Linked DNA regions of Sus scrofa: region 2 is linked to region 1. The links are chromatin contacts, called in public Hi-C maps. All regions are on one chromosome and are shown on one strand. The core of a region is the stretch at or near the end of the contact, and the rest is flanking DNA. Distances in the headings are between cores, read along the strand shown. Region 1 holds the start of MIER3 (mesoderm induction early response protein 3). Region 2 overlaps GPBP1 (vasculin).

The links. A called contact is a pair of places that touch in the nucleus more often than the background predicts.
Region 2: a Hi-C map of liver shows a contact between it and region 1, with 10 times the contacts expected there. The contact joins the enhancer-like site here to the promoter of MIER3 in region 1. A contact is called at or near these places in 1 of 5 promoter capture datasets (liver), 10 of 47 Hi-C or Micro-C datasets (embryonic fibroblasts, epiblast stem cells, fetal heart ventricle and 5 more) and 2 of 2 datasets of contacts at active chromatin or transcription factors (alveolar macrophages and skeletal muscle).

Annotation. Positions count from the first base shown.
Region 1 is chr16:36,023,981-36,026,680 of Sscrofa11.1, forward strand. MIER3 (mesoderm induction early response protein 3) reads right to left here and starts at 1,444. Exons shown (of 13, transcript XM_003359776.4): 1 at 1,346-1,444. The coding sequence starts at 1,354.
Region 2 is chr16:36,261,205-36,263,904 of Sscrofa11.1, forward strand. The region is part of intron 3 of GPBP1 (vasculin); the gene reads left to right. Among named protein-coding and RNA genes, the nearest start is that of GPBP1, 45 kb to the left of the region's middle. Within about 2 kb of position 1,272, at least 5 of the 83 cell types and tissues checked have an H3K27ac peak or open chromatin away from gene starts, as enhancers often do. A contact at or near this core is called in liver, where this site is marked.

The DNA.
Region 1 (2,700 bases), core at 194-2,693:
CTCCTCCGCAGCTGCCAAAAGTGCGAGACGTAGCTTCGCTCGGATCGCTCCCGGCCCCTTTCGGGCCCCTCTTGGCTGCCTCGCCTTCCTCCCCAAGTCCCTAGTGTACAAACTTGCAGACCCGGGACGAAGCCCGGAATATAACAGGCAACTCCAAGCCGCCCCTTGGAGCTCAGCAAGTTACAAAGCAGAGAAGCAGAACCCAGAGCAGTCGGCTCGCAGCATCAGTGCCCCATACCCTGGCATCTCAGGATTCCCCCAAATCCCACCCGGCTCTCCAGGGCCCGAAACAACACCTCGAAACCCAATACCCTTTCCAGGAAGGGGACTCGCCCTCCGAACACCTAGTCCACCCCCTGGGGCCCGGAAGCCCCAACTCCGGGGCTGTCCTCTGCTCTGAAGCGTAGGCCAGCTCGCAACCGGACACTTGCCCCCAAACCAAAGCGCAAGCCCCCCATCCTCTCTCCCGCGTCCAGAGATGAGGACTCGCAGTCCTAGAGATGCTGGTTTCTTCCAGCGTGTTCAGTCGCTCCCCTGGCCCTCCAGCGAGCACCTCGCCCCAGCAGCTCCAGTCGAGGGGCTTCTGTAGCGCCACCCCGTCCCCCTAGCTCACTAGTCCCTGGGGACACAGCCAGGGTATCTTCGCTCGCCTTGCCTCCCTTCTTCAGCCCAGTGGAGAGAGCCCGTGAGAGAGAGCGTCGAGGGTCTCGGTCCTCCCCGTTTAGCCCCAGGAGCTCCCGCACCTCCCGGGCTGCGGGGCGGAGAGTCCCGCTCGCCTCCCGCGAAGCCCAGCGGCCGCGCATCCCGCTCGCCTCCGAGCCCGGAGCAAAGTGGAGCGTGAGGCTTCGCCGCGCCGCAGCCTGGACCCGGTGGGCTGGGGACAGAGAACACTCCTCCCGCAGGGCAGTGGCGCAGCCCGCTCCCCGTTTTGCAATCCGGCCGCGGAGGTGGGGGGGCTCGGCCGGTTTCCACCCACCCCGGCCCCGGGAGGCGGCGCGGAGGCTTCGGCGGCCCGCGTCAGCTGCCCGAGGGCAAGGCACGGCGCCGTCCCTGGGCAAAGGCTCGCTGCCGCGGGCCGCCGCCCCCCGGCCGGCCCCGTCGCCCGGCCGGGTAGGGGCCGAAGCCGCCGCGGCCTAGTCCCGGAGGGAGACCGCTCCCGCGCCCGCTCCCGCCCCCCGGCCGGCCCCGCCGCCGCCCGTCGCCGCCCTGCAGCCCCGCGCCGCCGCGCCGCCCCCCGTGGGGCCGTGAGAAGGGCCCCGGATCCCCCAAAGCCGGCTCGGGGACCACGAGAGGCCGCCGGGCGCCCGCTCCAGCCCGGCCGCTCCTGCCCGGTTTTCCTGCTCACCTCCGCCATATTGGTACCTTTAGGGCGAACGAGCAGCGCCGAGCCCAGTCCCCGGATGGGGCGCCTGAGCCAATCGCAGCCGCCGCCGCCGCCGCGGTCCGCCCGGCACCCGCCCGGCGGCGGAGGCGGCTCGGCCCCTTATAGGGCAGGGCGGCCCGCGACACCCCCGGCCCGCTCGTCAGCACACCCCTCCCGGCGCCCCTCGCCGCTCCCCGCGCCCACTGCGGACCGGTCGACCCGCACCCGCTTTCACCCGCCTTTCCCTTCTTGGCTGTAGTAAAGTTCCTGCCAAATTGTAGGCGGACGGGGACGGATGGAAACACGAGCGCGGGACAGACCAGGTCCAGCAAATCCAGGCCCAAGAGCCGTCCGTGGCGGCTACGGAACAACCGACCGATACTCCGGTCCGGGAGGACGTGGGGGAAGTGAGCGACAGACTTGGAGGGACAACTCTACAGACTTTCGTAAGTTAGAAGAGAGGAGGTGGTCGACGGAGTATATTGATGGCTGAGAGGAAGCCCCGAGAAATGGGAGAGGAGACTGATGGACGGCAGGGTCAATCCAGGATGGGAGGACAGCTACCAGGCATTTTTCAGTTTCGCCTAAGAGACCTGCAGGAGTGGGTGATGCTGATCAGCCCATGGAGTACGTGGTGGAAGTAGTCATTTACCAAACAGGCTCTGGAAGATCGTGACAGTACCGAAGATAAGACAAAAGATAACAGGGCAAGGAAGTGATGATGAGTAGACTTGGCACAATTCAAAGAGATGCTTACAAAATATAAACTGTGCACGTGCGAAAAGAAAATTTGAACAGTGCTAGAGGTTGTTAATCACCAAATAGTCCAGGGGATGACCCAGAGGTACACACTTGATAGACCTATGGAAGGGCAGGAATATAGTAGTATATCAGAGGCTCTGAACTGAGTCCCAAAACTCGACCTCCCACCTCCTTCCCAAAAAGGTCAAACATTTGCTTAGGGTCAAATGGGAAAGGAGACCTGTGGGCACTGGATGGGTTGAGGAGGGAGGACAAGGCTTAAGAGGTGTACCTGATCCTAAGCATGCGGTATGGCCATTTGATCTTCACTGGGAGACCTAAGTGTAACTCCTGGCAGGTCCATGTTCACAATTAATAACTTTGAGCAAATTACACAAAAATATTCACCAACAACTAGTTGGTAGCTCACAGAGGCAAATCCTGCAAGAAATCAAGTCTGCATGCCTTGGGACATGGCTTGTCTTGAGGCAGGAGACCAGAAATAATATGTATGGAAAACAAAGAAAAAATGTGGAAAAGAGAATTTTACTCTAAGGTCCTGGATAAGTGAGATGCCAACACAATCAGAGAAGTAT
Region 2 (2,700 bases), core at 22-2,521, 240 kb after region 1:
AGCTCCGATTCAGCCCCCAGCCCAGTAACTTCCATATGCTGTCGGTGGGGCCCTAAAAAGCAAAGCAAAGAAAGAGAAAGAAAAATGTGTGCTTATTAAACTTCAGGCTAAGAGAGCATCAGAAAATTCAGAGTTCATTGAAACGTCTTATTTACTGTGTAGTTTTTGTTAACTACTGATTCAGATACTCCAGGAATCAGAAAATTGTAAAACTTTTTTTTGTTTGTTTGTTTGTTTTGGCCATGCCAATGGCATGTGGAAGTTCCTGGGCCCAGGGATTGACCCTCAGCTGCTGCAGCGACAATGCCAGATCATTAACCTGCTGCACCATGAGAGAATTCTAGAAAACTTTCTGGTGTTTTTTTTTTTTTTTTTTTTTTTTTTTGCTTTTTAGGGCTGTACCCACAGCATATGGAGGTTCCAGGCTAGGAGTCCAATCAGAGCTGTAGCCTCCAGCCTACACCCCAGCCACTGCAATGCCAGATCTGAGCGTCATCTTCGATCTATACCACAGCTCAAGGCAACGCTGGATCCTTAACCCACTGAGCAATGCCAGGGATCGAACCCTCAACCTCATGCTTCCTAGTCAGATTCATTTCTGCTGTGCCACAAAACTGTTTTTTTTTTTTTTTTTTTTTTATAAAGAATCCAGAAGAAGATTTAAAATATAATAACTAAAGTTTCTTGAGTCATTGCTACATACCAATCACCGTGTAAAAACCCTTTATAAGAAGGCTAACGAAAATCATAAGAGGTGAAATACTGTGTCGTCCCTGCCCCCCCCCCCCCCCCCATTTATAGATGAGGGAAATGAGGTTGAGAGAGATGAGTAACCTGCCCTAAAGTGCTGGAGTTAGGATAGGAATCCATGTGTGCCGGACTTAAAAATTCACCAGTTTAACAGTTTAATAACTTTTCTTTTCTTGATTTTTAAGTAGACTAATTTTCAGAAGTGAAACACAAGGATTTTTTTGCATACACTGGAATATATTTTTATCTTTCTGTAGTTAGTACATGGGTATCTAACTCTTCAGTGGCTACATACAGTTGATCCTTGAGCAACATGGGTTTGAACTGTTTATACCCACTTATGTGGAATTTTTTTAATAAATATATACTGTAGTACTATGTGATCTGTGGATATGGAGGACCAACTGTGAAGTTATACATGGATTTTTTGATTGTGCAAAGGGTTGGTACCCTTAACCCCCTACACTGTTCAGCTGTCAGCTGTGACCTTTTATTGAGTGAATCTACATGGATTGTTTAATTAGTTACCTATTGACGTACTAAGCTGCAGGAATGCCCGGCAACTGTTCAGTATATTTGTAGGGTAAAGTCCAAGCAACAGAATCAATAGTTTAGAAGGTTTGTACGTTTTGCTTGATAGGGCCTAATTGCTCTCCAAAAAGATTGTTCCATTTTATAATCCTATCAGGCTTTTTCACTGGTAACACTAGATATTTTCACACTTTGTGTGTGTGTGTGTGTGTGTGTGTGTCTGTCTTTTAGGGCCGCGTCTGTGGCATGTGGAGGTTCCCAGGCCAGGGGTCGAATTGGAGATGTAGCTGCCACAGCCACAGCAATGCAGGATCTGAGCTGCATCTTTGACCTACAGCACAGCTCATGGCAATGCTGGATCCGTACCCACTGAACGAGGCCAGGGGTAGAACCTCAGGATGCTAGTCAGAATCGTTTCCTCAGAGCCATGACGGAAACTCCTGTTTTCACACTATTAAATCTTTGTAAAATTAGATGAAAAATGGTACTTCATTGTTTTGATTTGCATTAATTATGGTTGAGCATTTTTTAAAGAACTGTTTCTAAGAACCACTTATTCGTGTAATTTATTTCTTAGTGCTTTATTTGTGATAGTTCTTTTCATCTTGAGTGATTTGTTTGCCATATATATTGCAGATACTTTCCTACAACTTGTTTTCTTGATAATTCTGAAAGATTATGTAGATAGTTCTAATAAAATATTAAGCATACAAAGAAGCATAATGAATAATTAAATGAACACTTAACCACCCCAAAGTCATATCTTAACATTTTGCCGTATTAACTTTTGTCTCTTCTGGAAATAAAACAAACATTTGAAATTTACTTGTTCATGGTCCTTTTTCTGTCTACATTCCCCCCTAAACTATTCTCAGTGCATGTTCTTATATTATTACTATATGTGAGTATCAATAAATAGTATTGTGAAAAAAATTTAAAAATCACATTGTTCTTTATGTTTTAAAAAATTTATATAAATGATTGGAGTTCCCGTGGTGGTACAGTGGAAACGAATCTGACTAGGAACCATGAGGTTGAGGGTTTGATCCCTGGTCTCTCTCAGTGGGTTAAGGATCTGGTGTTGACATGAGCTGTGGTGTAGGTCACAGATGTGGCTCCAATACCGTGTTGCTGTGGTATAGGCTGGCAGCTATAGCTCCAATTGGACCCCTAGCCTGGGAACCTTCTTATGCCGTGGGGGCGGCCCTTAAATGACAAAAGACCAAAAAAAAATTTATATAAATGATTATCATGTATATGATATTTATGTCAGCTATATATAAATGATTACCATTAAATATATTGTTTTTACATTTGTTAATAATATCTTTGAGATTTTTTTCCCCCCTGTGTTGATATCTGCAGATTTGGTGTAATTATTTTAAAAAATTGCAGTATTCTCTTTGTGCCTGTGTATCA